Linked DNA regions of Gossypium hirsutum: region 1 is linked to region 2. A link is a contact called in public Hi-C data. All regions are on one chromosome and are shown on one strand. The core of a region is the stretch at or near the end of the contact, and the rest is flanking DNA. Distances in the headings are between cores, read along the strand shown. Region 1 has its middle 6.9 kb from the start of LOC107894070. Region 2 has its middle 5.8 kb from the start of LOC107894068.

Region 1 (6,534 bases), core at 3,892-6,391, 50 kb before region 2:
TTACTCTAATTAAAAATCTAATATTTTACCTATATGTTATATATATATTTAACAATCTTATTATAGGTTCTGATTATATCTGCTCTTTTTGACATAATGCCTAGAATTACCCATAACCCATTCCCACATCATAAATAGAAGAATATGCGTTTCAACGCATTTGAACCCATATCCTCTTGGCAACAATGCCTATTCCAATCGAACTATAACTCAAATGGTTACATAATACATATATTTTTTTAAATAAATACTGAGAGTTTTATTGAATAAAGAAAAGGCAATTACAAAATGAGGGCAAAAATTACTCACCCTTAGCTGTAACACACAAAAGAAAACAAAAAACCAGACCAAAACTCTCGGCAGCTTTGTGGGTAAATGAAAAGACATAAAGCAACCCACTTATCTAACCAAAATACTAAAACAACAGCAGAGAATGAAAATGATTTTTCTCTAAAATAAAACCCGACCCTTCCAATCCCTCAGATCTGAGAAATCAATCTCGAAAGTTCTCTAGCTAAGTAAGCCTCTGCCGTCACTGGTAAATCCTCCACCCAAAAACTATCTTCCGGTAATGACATCCTCTATTTTGCTATCGTATGAGCCACCATATTTGCTCATCTATGGTAGAATGAGATGTGCTGAAAAGAGCTCGCCTTTATCTTTATCTCTTCAATGTAAGTACCCATATGTAAAAAATCTAGTAGCACTTGATTTATTTTGACAATCGTTGTCCGAGAATCACCCTCCATTTGAACATGAGTAAAACCCATTTCCCGTGAGAAATTCAAAGCCTAGAGACAAGCTATGGCTTTTGCTGTAAAAGAGTCAGAGACAAATCTATTAAAAATAGTTTCGCTTCCCATAACCAAACCTCTGCTATTCCTGATAACAAAACCAAAAAAAGAATGGTGGAGGGTTATTTTGAACGCAGCATCAAAGTTCACCTTAACAAAAGGTTATTAAGGGGCCTTCTATACAGGGTTCATTGCATTCACCTGAGTAGGTATTTTATCTCTTAACTTCCTCATTTCCCTTATAATATTGAAGATAAAAGAGCAAATGTCTTGGACTGATTGTCTCTTTCCCTCTATTATGTGCTTATTTCGGGCTTGCCAGAGTGCTCAGGCCGTGGTTGCAACAATCTCACCAAAATCATGGCTTTTGTTTTGAAAAACAAAATTAAGCCAGGTGCAAAGATCCATATTTTCATTAAAGTTTGACCAGTCAACACCGATTGATCGCCAAACATTTTCTGTAGGGCCACAAATGAAAAGAGTATGCATAAAATTATCAGGAACTATCCATAGTTCGGACAAATTGAAGATGAACTTATTCTTCTGTTGTAGAGATTAATTGCAGTAGGAATATACTCATGTGTAAATCGCCAAATGGCGATTTTGATTTTTGGGGGTAGGTTTTACTCTCAAATTTCTTGTAAATTCCTGTATAATTGGTATTTATAGTGTCATTATTGTTCTATTCAACAAGATAGCGGTATCCACTACGTACCGTATACATACTAGAGTTATCAGCGCATCACACCATTTTATCTTCAGAAGTATAAATTGAAAGAGGGATACAGCAGATTGCATGAGCTTCCATAGGGGTAAAAAGACTATTAATAAAATCCACTTTCCAAGTCTTTGTTGATTGGTCAATAAGTTCTGACACTTTGTCAATCCCACTATTTACAGAAGTAACTTGAATTTTCCCCCCGCCCAACAGGGTAACTAGCAAGCTTGTAAATTGGAAATTTGAGATCCCGATCCCACCCTCTAGCCAATACCATCTTCTAATACTTTTCGGGCTACATATATACTTTTCTAAGCATACGATGGGTTATTACCTAAAGTGGCATTCCAAAACGAGGTATGAGGGTAGTACCTTGCTTCATAAATATGTCCAAGTAACAAATCCAGGTTAGTAACAAACCTCCAACCTTGTTTAGCTAAAAGCGCAATATTAAACTTGCCAAGATTCCTTAAACCCATTCCTCCACAATTTTTAAGAAGATTAAGACTAGCCCAATTACACCAATGCGTTCCTTTATGAGTCGAGCTTTTTTGCCACCAAAAACAACTAACAATACTCTTAAGCTTTGTACAAAGCATCTTTGGAAGTAAGAAACATGACATCGAATAAGTAGGAATTGCTTGAAGGACCGCTTTAATGAAAACTTCTTGAGATAGTAATCTGGCCCCCCAGCTCTGAACTTTCATTCTCATTCTATCACAAATGTATTGAAAGGCATCATTTTTTCTTCTCCTAACCATCGTAGGTAAACCCAAATATCTTTCCATGCATAACGAACATCGAACCCCTAACATCTGCACTAATTGATTACAAGAATTATCAGAGACATTTGAGCTAAAGAAAATTTTTGACTTATCAAGATTTATCTTCTGCCCTGAAGTAGATTCATTCCGTCTCAAAATATCCAAAAAAATCCGTCCTCCTATCTCATTTGCATAACCAAAAACAATGCTATCATCAGCAAAAAATAAATAAGTGACAGCTGGACTTCCCCTGCATACCTTCACCCTTTTTAAATTGCCCATCTGAACAACAGAGTTGAGTAAAGATGAAAAACCTTTAGTATAAATTAGAAAAAGGTAGGGGCTTAAAGGATCACCTTGACGCAGTCCCCTTTGAGGGAAAAATCTTTCACTTGAAAACCCATTAAAATTGACCGCGTAAGAAACCGATGATATACAATGCATAACCAAACTAATCCACTCATTTGCAAAACCCATTTGTATCATCATTCTTTCCAAAAAAACTCCATTCCACTTGATCGTAAACTTTACTCATGTTGAGCTTAAGAGCAAATGAGCCTTTTTTCCCTTTACTTCTCCTCTTCAACGGATGTAAAACCTCATATGCCACTAGAACGTTATCAAAATAAGTCTTCCAGGCACAAATGCTCATTGGACATGGGTAATACACTGATCCAAAACCATTTTAAACTTATTAGCAATGGTCTTAGAAATTATTTTGTATAAAATTGAACATAGACTGATAGGACGAAATAAAGACATCATATCCGTATCATTTACTTTGGGAATAAGAATAATATTGGTAAAATTTACCTCATTTAGCGAGATCTCCCTATTAAGGACTTGTAAACAATACTTTTTCACATCCTGCCCAATTATATGCCAGAACTTTTGAAAGAAAATAGTATGGAAACCATCACATCCCGTCGTTTTAGTCGGACCCATCTCACGAAGAGCCTCATTAATTTTCTCCACATTGAAAACACGCAAAAGATGCTCATTCATAGAGGAGGAGATCTTGTAAGGTACCCCCTCATACACAGTATCATCATCACTCTATCAAGAGCTAGTAAATAAATCTTTAAAATAATTGACTACAGTCTTCATCATTTCATTCTCATCAGTAATAAACGAGCCATCCTAACCCTTGGTTCTCGAAATCTTGTTCATTCGACGTCTAGTGGAAGCTAAACTATGGAAAAAACTCGTATTACGATTACCATACTGGAGCCAATTTGATCTAGCCTTCTGTTCTCAATATAATTCTATTTTATCAATTTCCAGATTGAGATCGAGCTTTGTTTCAATAATTTCTTCCAATTTCTCATCATCCGGGGGAGCATTATAAAGAGCATTCAATCTACGCGTTAGAGAATTAGTCTTATGGTTTTTCTCCCTTCTAATCCTCCAAGCCCAATTACGTAATCCTTCGCCAACTGCATGGAGATGATTTGGGATCTTTAAATACTTATTCATATCCTAAAGGGATTGAACTTCCTCTTCACATGACTCTTCCAATAGCCACATTCTCTCAAACTGGAAACCCCGATCTTTGACTTCATTTCTATTACCCTCAGAAGAATCTGTATCAAGAAAAATAGGGCAATAGTCCGATATAGAATTATCTAAATGAAGGAGTTTATAATTAGAGAAAAGATTGTACCATCGGAGATTTGCCAGCCCTCTATCCAATCTTTCTCAAATGTTGGTTGACTCAAAATTCCCCCTTTCCCAAGTATACCAGCGTCCTTGATAGCCAAGATCCGTGAGGGTACAGTAATCCAAAGCCTCTCTGAATATATCCATTTGCTTCTCCTCTCTATACCTCCCTCCACATTTTTCTTGATTTGAAAGAATTTTATCAAAGTCACCTAAAACAACCCATGCTGCAAAAGAATTATGACCGAGATTTCTTAACAGATTCCAGGAAGCAACTCTATCTCTAACATTAGGAGCTCCGTAAAAAAACCGTGAGATGCCATTCAGGTTTATTTCGATTATTAGTGACCATAACATCAATGCAATTATCATTCTAACCCATAAGTCTAATATCCACCTTATTTGTCCATCCAAGAGAAAGACCTCCCCTAATACCATTAGCCGAGACTTCAATTCCGTTTTGAAACCCAAATTTTTTCATTATTCTCTCCATTCTGTACACATTAATTTTTGTTTCCATAAAGAAAAAAATATGGGGACAATATTCCTTCAGCATATGCTAAACATGTCGAACCAGCTGTGGATTCCCCAGTCCACGGACGTTCCAGTTTATGATTTTCATAATACTCGGCTGAACATCATTTGGGCAACTGTTGGTCCATTCCCTTTGTAACTAAGTAGAACCCCTTTGTAAGGAAACTTCCGGAATAAAATTAGACCTCAATTTTTTTCCTTCATTGATTAAAATGGGCCATTCCTTATTAATTCCTCATTCCTCCATAATATCCACCTCATTAATGCTGTTATCTTGAGGAGAAAGGGATTTGCCCATCAAGTTTAACCCCAAATTAGCTCTATAATTGCACATCAAATTAGGAATCTGCTGATTCCTACAATCACTTCCTTAATTAGATCCTGATGCTCCTGCAATTATTCCCTAATCATAACCGGATTCCTTTAGCCAATGACTACCTCCAGCAGCCGCTCGTCGTGGAAGAGCTTTCAGAGAAATATCCCATCCCATCGGAAAATCCTTACTCCCTTGTTACATACGAATCGGACGGAAGCTTTGCCCATGTCCTAATCAGCCACATAAAAAATAGAACGTCGTTAACTTCTCATATTTGAAATTGACAGAACATTCCTTCGACTTGGCAATCAGCAATCTCTTTCGTCTCTTTAATGGTTTTTGGACATCCATCTGCACTCTAATTCTCATGAGATTTCGTAGCCCTACTATAATAACTTTTGTATCGTACTCCATAAAAGAACCTATAAAATGACCAAACTGTCTCGCAATATCCTCTTAATACAAGCCTGAAGGAAGACTATGGATCTGAACCTAGAAATTTGCATGATAAAGAGGCACTTCTAACGGGCACCCTCCTCCTTTAGTACTGAAATAATAAGCAAGTGATTGTTAAAAGTCCATGGTGACCCTTTAACCACTCTATCTCTGTCAACTTCTCAGTAGAATAAAAAAAGAATTCTTTTTTTCTCCAATATCAGTAATAGAAACCCCTCCAATAGGATGCCAAAGATTAGCCATCACCGTACGCATCGATTGGAAGTTGATAACTGTTACTGTAAGAAAACAACCTACTAAACAAAAGTTAGAGGATTGCTCCATTGGATTTTCTTCTTGTTCAATCTCCCACAACTCAGTCTCCCCACTCTCCACTTCTTTTTCGATTTGCAAGTCTGCCAAGATTTCTTCCATATTTCAAAAAACAAACAAAAACTCCAAAACCAAATCTACAAAAGCCACAAAATGGGCATACAGAGAAAAGCCACAAAATGGGCATACAAAATTCTTAAATTTATTATGCAAATTTTTCAACGAAATCAGATTATCACAATAATCTTGACATACTATAAATTTTATTCATACACGAAAACTAAAAATTATAATACATATTTTAAATTATCGTTAAAAAGCAAAGCATAGAAGAAGAAAATGTTTCCTAGACTCCCACGTGGATGACCTTAAATAGGATTAGTAAATATTTTATTTATTTATACGTGTAGGCAATGGAGATCTTAATTATACTTTAATCATTGATAATTAAAATCAATAAAAGAAAGGTGTTAAAGAGTATAATGATCATAATATGATGGAAACATTAAATGAAATTTCAAGCAATTAAATTGTAAAGGTCTGATTACAAATTTTATTCCTAAAATCTTTAAAGTTAGTCCCTGAATTCTAACTATTCCTCATAATTTAATCATTAAACTCTACAAAAAATTTAAAAGTTAGGTCAATCGTCAGTAAATATATCAATTTCTTTTTTGCATAAAGATAAATTCATTCCCCGACCTTTAAAATTTAGTCAAATTGCTTGTCTTTTGATAGGAAAATTGATCGAATTGTTAAAATTTTAATGGCAATGACGTGAGACTTTACATATACTTCACTGCTAATATGGATAAATTTTCTAAAAATTATTATGAAGTCTTTTGAAATTTATTTATTTTTATTTTTTGAAAATTTATGAATTATATGTGGACAACTATGCTAGTGGCTACATCAATGCCGTTAAATTTTAACAGCTCGGTCAATTTTTCTGCTCAAAAGCAAGCAATTTGACTAAAATTT
Region 2 (6,842 bases), core at 783-3,282:
TTAACAAATAAACATATATCTTATTTTTTAGATTTAAAATAATCAAATATAAGTATTATTTATTATATTATAAATGAATAAAATAAATATACAACCAATAATAATTTTATTAGTATATAATAATTTAATAATAAATGTGTTTTAAAACAAGCTTTAAATGGATTTATTAAATTAAATTTAAATGAATATAAGTAAATTTATCCACGAATATAAATAAATTCAACAAATTTTGTTCATAATATTTGTTTAATAAACAAACCTTAAAATTGTATTGATGTTGATTTTATTTTGTATGATTCGACCAAAACTTTTTTAAACTGAAAAATACTTGCAAATGCGAATGGCAAAATAACCCCATTTTTTATCCAATAAGGTAAATGATTGAAAACCGAGTCTACGGGCAAAGCAAGTTTTCAATTAAAATTTTTGGGCATGGGTTAGGGTTTATATCAAACTCGTTCGTATTGAAAATTTTACCAAAACAACACTAATTGTTGCATATATTTTAATTAGATTTCTTAAACTTTTATAAGAGTTTATAACATTTTAATTTTTTTTTTGGGTTTCTTAATGTATTCATTAGAGTAAGTCAAGTGATTAATTATTCATGTTTTGTAGGTTCATTAATTATTTTTATATATTTTAATTAAATAATTTTTATAAGATTTTATAATTTACTTTATTTAATATTTTAAAAATTATTATGAGATAATAATTATGTGGTTAAAGTATATAGTCCCTTGACGTTTTGATAATTAGGAATTTAGTCCATGTACTTGTATTTCCAAGAATTTAATCCCCTTTTTTTTTGGATTACAAAATTTAAGTCCAACCGTTAATATTGTTTTTTTTTTCTTTTGCTAAATTTAAGTTTACATCTTGTTTTAATTACATGGCTAGTAAGTGGTAGGTTTTTTATTTCTACTTTATGAAAATTGATAACTAAATTATTTCTACTTCGGAATTTGGTCCATGAACTTTATGAAATCTTAGAATTTAGCCCAAATTTTAAACATTAATATTAAATTTTTGAGGTTTATCAATTTTAGACAAGGAATTAATAAAAATCAGTAATTTAACAGTTCATATGCAACAAGCAAAACTCAACAATTCAAGTTCATATATTTATGGACAACTAAATTAACTTTTCTGAAATTCATAATAATAAAAAGATTATGTGAGTTTAAAAATTGTAAATAAAATCTAAATTAAGCATTTCAAGGTGAAAAACATAAAAATTGAATTAAGATGAACGCAAAAAGAAAAAGAAAGAGCACCTATGATTGCCATCCCTAGGATGCTACATCAAATCAAAACAATGGGTTTTGGGGATTGTAAATGTTTCTTTCAAAACAATATTAATTTCATATGGTCGCATTGTGAATAAACAAGTGGAAGAAGAAGAGTGGTAGATGTGTATATATCCTTTAAGCACGCTCAAAAGACATGGAGCATCAATTATATATATCATCAATCCATCCAAATGCCATTGCAATCAATTTATATATTTAAAATTTATGAACAAGTTTTTCCTTCCACTTTCTTTACCTTAATTATCCCTTGGGATATAATTTTATACCCATGATATTGTTTAAAACTTTCTTTTAGACTCACTTTCATTATGCATTATGATAGACAATGGATTTATGTTGAAATTAGAAAATTATTTTAAGGAATTGGTAAAAATTAAATTATAAAATTTTAAGAGTCAAGTGTTATTTTATTATTGTATTAATTTAAAATTTCATAACTTTTGAAAGGCCTAAACGATAAATTTATCATTTTTATGGTTAAGGCCTTACTTGCCCCTTAGGTCTCCGAATTGATCCCTAAACAACTCTACCCTTTATAAATTTGGAGGGTTAAAGTATAATTTTATTATTATATTAATTTGTAATTTCTTAAATTTTAAAGGGATTAAATGATAATTCTATCAATTTTAGAGGTTAAAGCTCTTACCTATCCTCTGTCTCTATCCTTAATTCAAATTTTCAATTGACATTAATCTCGAATTTGGTCTCCAGGCTCTTTAAAAATATTATAATATTAAAATGAAATAATGTATGAGAGTGGAAAAGAGAGGGATTTATAGTTTAATGGTGTTAATGGTCGGAAAAGGGTACAAAGAAGAACCAAAACTGATATGCTAGAAAAATAAGAGAGAAAGTGTAAGTGGGAATTAAAATAAAAATAAAAAAGAATAAAAGATGGAAGTTGGGAATACGTAAGATAGGCACCATTACCCAAGTTTCCCAATAATTGAACCATTATTACCACCTAAAAGTTGCCTAACTATATTTTTATTTTTTTTTGTGGGCACTGAATTACATTATTTTGGCTTTCTAAATCTCATCCTAACTCATGCTCGTGCATTGTTTAAGAAATGAAATTTAGGTTTACAAATTTCTTTTATGCCTAAAATAGACTTCAAGTTTGTATATTCAAATTTTGTTTGTTTTTTTTATTTCTAAAAGTTTAATTTTATATTTTTAAAAGTTTAAAATTCAAGTTCAATTATTAATGCTTTAAAAAAATATTTTATCAAATTTATTGATTTAACATTTTAAAATTAAAAAAAATATTCACTTAATAATCATATAAAAAAATGTATATTGTAATGAACTTGAATTTAGTAGGAATTATTAACCGTGTTTGACCATTGGACTCAACTTTTTTAAATTTGAAAATTAAATGAACTAAATTTCAAATGTATAAAAAGTATTGTGACTTAGAGTATATTTTAACACACATATATATATATGTATAAAAAACTAAATGGGAGCAAAGTTTAACATTAGATAGGTAAGGTAAAATGATAAATTTAGTCCTTAATGTTAATTCATTTTGTCACTTTAACCCTTATCCTTTTCTTTTTATCACTTTAACCCTCAACTTTTAATAAAATTTAGCTAAAATGCTTCTTTTATGGACAAAAAATTTGACTAAAATGTTATTTTTTTAACAACACTAACGTGGCAAGCTGCATGCAGTTCAAACATATTTCATTGCTTATGTGTATAAATTTTAAAAAATTATTATGAGCTTTTTTGGAAACTTTTTGAAAATTTATTTTTTTAAATTTTTTGAAGAATACATTGAATGCCATGTGAGTTGCCACATAAGTGATGTAAAATTCTAGGACAAAGCAACATTTAATCCTTGGGCTTGGTAACTTTTTCCACCTTGGTCCTTGAACTTTTTATTTGGCCAACATTAGTCCCAAAACTTGACAGGTTTTTTCGATATGGTCCCTCATTAAAGTGTAATGATATGGCACTCTGAGATTAAACCACATCATCACCTATTTTTTTACAAAAAAAAAAAATTCTTTATTTTTTGTATTTTTTAACTTTTATATAATTTTTTAATTTTTAGAAATTTTAACAATTTAGTCAACTTTTCATCAAAAAATACAATTGGACTTAATTTTGAAGGATAATGGCCAAAATGATATAGAAAAAAATTTTAAGTTCAAAGTCACAATTATTTCATCCTTCCGTTAGGTGATAAAATCATGCTATGAACTTAAAATCATGCTATTAACCAAAGAATATATATATATATAAAGATTTTTAATTTTACTAATGAAATTAAAAATCGTGATGTGTGTTATTTATTTATTTTTCAATTATCAATTAAGGATACAAATAGTTTCTTAATCTCGTGTTTAGAGTTAAAAATATCCATTACCAATATATCAAATAATTATATATAATATATAGGAGGGATTTATTTACACTAGTGCAAATTTTAACTAGTTTTACACACTTCTATAATTTTTTGTAAGAATAAATTTAACAACCAAACTATTATATTTATTAAATATAATTGTGTTTGCCATTGGTGTTTTTTTCGTATCGATTCAATATCTTCATCATATTGATTTAAAATATTACCTTTATTAATATAAATTTAACGTTTGAAATTTTTTTTTCCATAAATTTAATAGTTAGTCCATTTTAATTTATTAAAAAATCAAAATGGATTATTTCCATAAATGAAACATGAAATATGTCAATTGAATTGTAAATATTAATCCTACAGGTAGAGGTGAGCAAAATTCGATTCGATTCAAAAAAATCAAAAATTTTTCAAATTTCGAGTTAATCGAATCAAGTTATTCAAGTTATTCGAATTATTCGAGTCAACTCGAATAAGAAATTCCGGATTTCAAGTTCGAGTCGAGTTGAATTGTAATGAACCGAAAGTTACGGTATCGGAAATTGAGTCTTGAGTACTGTTTCCGTGAAATTTATTCATGAATATTTATTAGAAATATTTATGAATTATAGTTGAATGGTTATTTAGTGTTTAATTAAGTGAAGTAGCTTGAATTTAGTTTAAAGGGCTAAATTGCATAAGGAATAAAAGTTTAATTATAGATTAAAGAAGTAAAAGGGACTAATCTAGTAATTAGACCCTAAGTGCCATGTGTGTGTTAATATTGAATAACGTGTGTAATAGTTGGTATATATGTGTAATAGCTATAAGATATTTTATGTTATAGCTATTACACATGTTAGTTTTATATTTATTATAGGTTAATAATAGTATAATAAGTAAAATTGATAAAATAGAAAAAGAAGATAGAAAGACTAACAGAGAGCAAACGTGAAAGAAAGAAAGAAATAAAAAGGGAAATTTGAGGATTAAGGCCCTAAAGTTTGATTGGTAAGTTGTTTTAGCTCATTTTCTTATGATTTTTATGTTTATGGATGCCTAATTCAAAGTTCTACATCTATGAGGTTAAAATGAAGAAAAATAGAGAATTTTTAGATATTAATTTAGTTGAATAAATTGAGGTTTTATGGGTTAAATTGATAGAAATTGAAGTTAGAAGTGATTAGTTAAAGGAATTTCTAAGTTAGGTTTAAATAGGGACTAAGTTGAATAGAGCTCAAAATTCATGTTTTATAATGAATTTTATGAGTTAGAAATTGTTAATGTGTTGATTAAAAGAGAATATGAAGCTTAAGTTAAAGAAAAAAAGATTAGTAATGGAAAAAGGACGAAATTGGAATTTTTGTAAAAGTTTGGTAGAAAGTGAAAATGTGTTTTATGAATTAATATATTGATGATTTTTAATTGTATGATTGTTAGTAGCAAACGTAGCACCAGATACGTCATCAAAGAAGGGAAAAGAGAAAGTGAACGAAGATATCGACTAAATTCGATAAATAGTGGTTCGTATTTCTATAAACCGAGCTTAATCGTTATTGCTATATTTGATATTTATATTGTATGAAAATGTGAATGAGGTAAGTATTTTTACCATATTGAAATGAATGTGATTTTGAATACCCTATTAACAGTGTCGGGCTAGTCGGATATAGTTGACATGTCATAGGAATTGGAAGTATTGGGATATTCCGACATTGAGTCGATGAGACACTATGTGTCGACTACTGTTAAAGTTTCGAATTTGTTCCGATGAAGTACTTTGTGTACTATAATGTTAAAGTTCCGGATTTATTCCGATGAAACACTATGTGCTTATCCCGGAGTGTGGGTTGGATCCGTGTATCCGTCAGTGTCCGAGTTTTGTTAATAAGGGTAAATAAAGTAAATGTTATTAAAGTACTAGTTGATATTGATATTGAATAATAGCAATAATGTGTTTGAATTACCATGTTTTAAAGTTGATTAAGCTATTGTTTATAGAAATACCACTGAGAGTATTCTCAGCATACGGTTTGTTTCCGTGCGCAGGCTAAGTATGAAAGTATAAGGACTCAGCATACAAGTCGATGCCCAAACTCAAATTGGTGAAGTTTCTATCTTTTTGGAAAATGGCATTGTACCTAGGATGTCTTTTGGTCATTTTGAAAGTATCTAAGTTGTTAAGTGATATTTTGGTATGTTTTGTAAATGTTACCAAAACCTTAAGTATGGTATGTTTTGATATGTTAGTGAAGAGTAATAAGAGGAAGTGTTGGTAAATATTGTAGAGAGAAGAAATGAAGATGTTATAAACTTAGTTATCAACATTTTATACTAAAACAGATTTGGACAGTAGCGGTAGTCCAACTTTGAAAATATACCAAAAAAAGTATAAAGTGAATTAGATAATGAATAAAATTTTTAATTGAAGCTTAATGAATCTATTTTTATATGGAAGAAATAAAATAGGTAAAAGAGTTGTATTTTATGAGATATTTACGTTTTGGTGAAACAGGGTTAGAACAATTTCTGGATTCCCTGTTCTGACTTTAAAAATTCACCATAAATTGTGTATTAAGAATTAGGACTCAAACTTTATTTTTATGGATTCCTTATTGAGTTTATTTTTACTTGAAACAAATGGTATAGTCATTGGATTTCTGTACAGGAAGAAATTTGATTCGTAGTGCACAAGGGTCAGAGTAGCCGAACCCTGAAACAGGGGAGACTTTTTCTAATAAACTGTACTAATTGGCCTGACCAAAAATTATAGAAAAAAATTAGTAAGTACATATATGAGTCTAGTTTCAGAAAAAATTTATGGAATTATATTTAGAGTTTCATAACTCGAGATATGATTTTTTTAGCGACCGTAACGCAGATGGATAGTTTACTACGAAAACTGTTTAAGTGCTAAGATAAGTTTTGTAATGTCTCCTGCTCGACTCCGGCGACGGTCTCGGGTAGGGGGACGTTACATGAATTTTTACAATTCGAATAACTCGAATAATTAGAATAACAGATTAGTATAAATACCGTTTTGGCCCCTGTCAATTTTGAAAATAAGCAAATTGGTCTCTCTTAACAAAAATTACAAAAAAATCAAAGTAATTTTCAAGATTTGAAAATAATTTTTAAAATTCAAAATATTTATATAAATTCTAATATTTATATTTTTAAAA

What was found. A called contact is a pair of places that touch in the nucleus more often than the background predicts.
Region 1: a Hi-C map of petal shows a contact between it and region 2, with 1.6 times the contacts expected there. The contact joins two enhancer-like sites. A contact is called at or near these places in 5 of 34 Hi-C or Micro-C datasets (fibers, hypocotyl, leaf and 1 more).

Annotation. Positions count from the first base shown.
Region 1 is chrA13:14,018,273-14,024,806 of Gossypium_hirsutum_v2.1, reverse strand. No RefSeq gene overlaps it. Among protein-coding and RNA genes, the nearest start is that of LOC107894070, 6.9 kb to the left of the region's middle. Within about 2 kb of position 5,141, at least 3 of the 9 cell types and tissues checked have an H3K27ac peak or open chromatin away from gene starts, as enhancers often do.
Region 2 is chrA13:13,964,956-13,971,797 of Gossypium_hirsutum_v2.1, reverse strand. No RefSeq gene overlaps it. Among protein-coding and RNA genes, the nearest start is that of LOC107894068, 5.8 kb to the left of the region's middle. Within about 2 kb of position 2,032, at least 2 of the 9 cell types and tissues checked have an H3K27ac peak or open chromatin away from gene starts, as enhancers often do.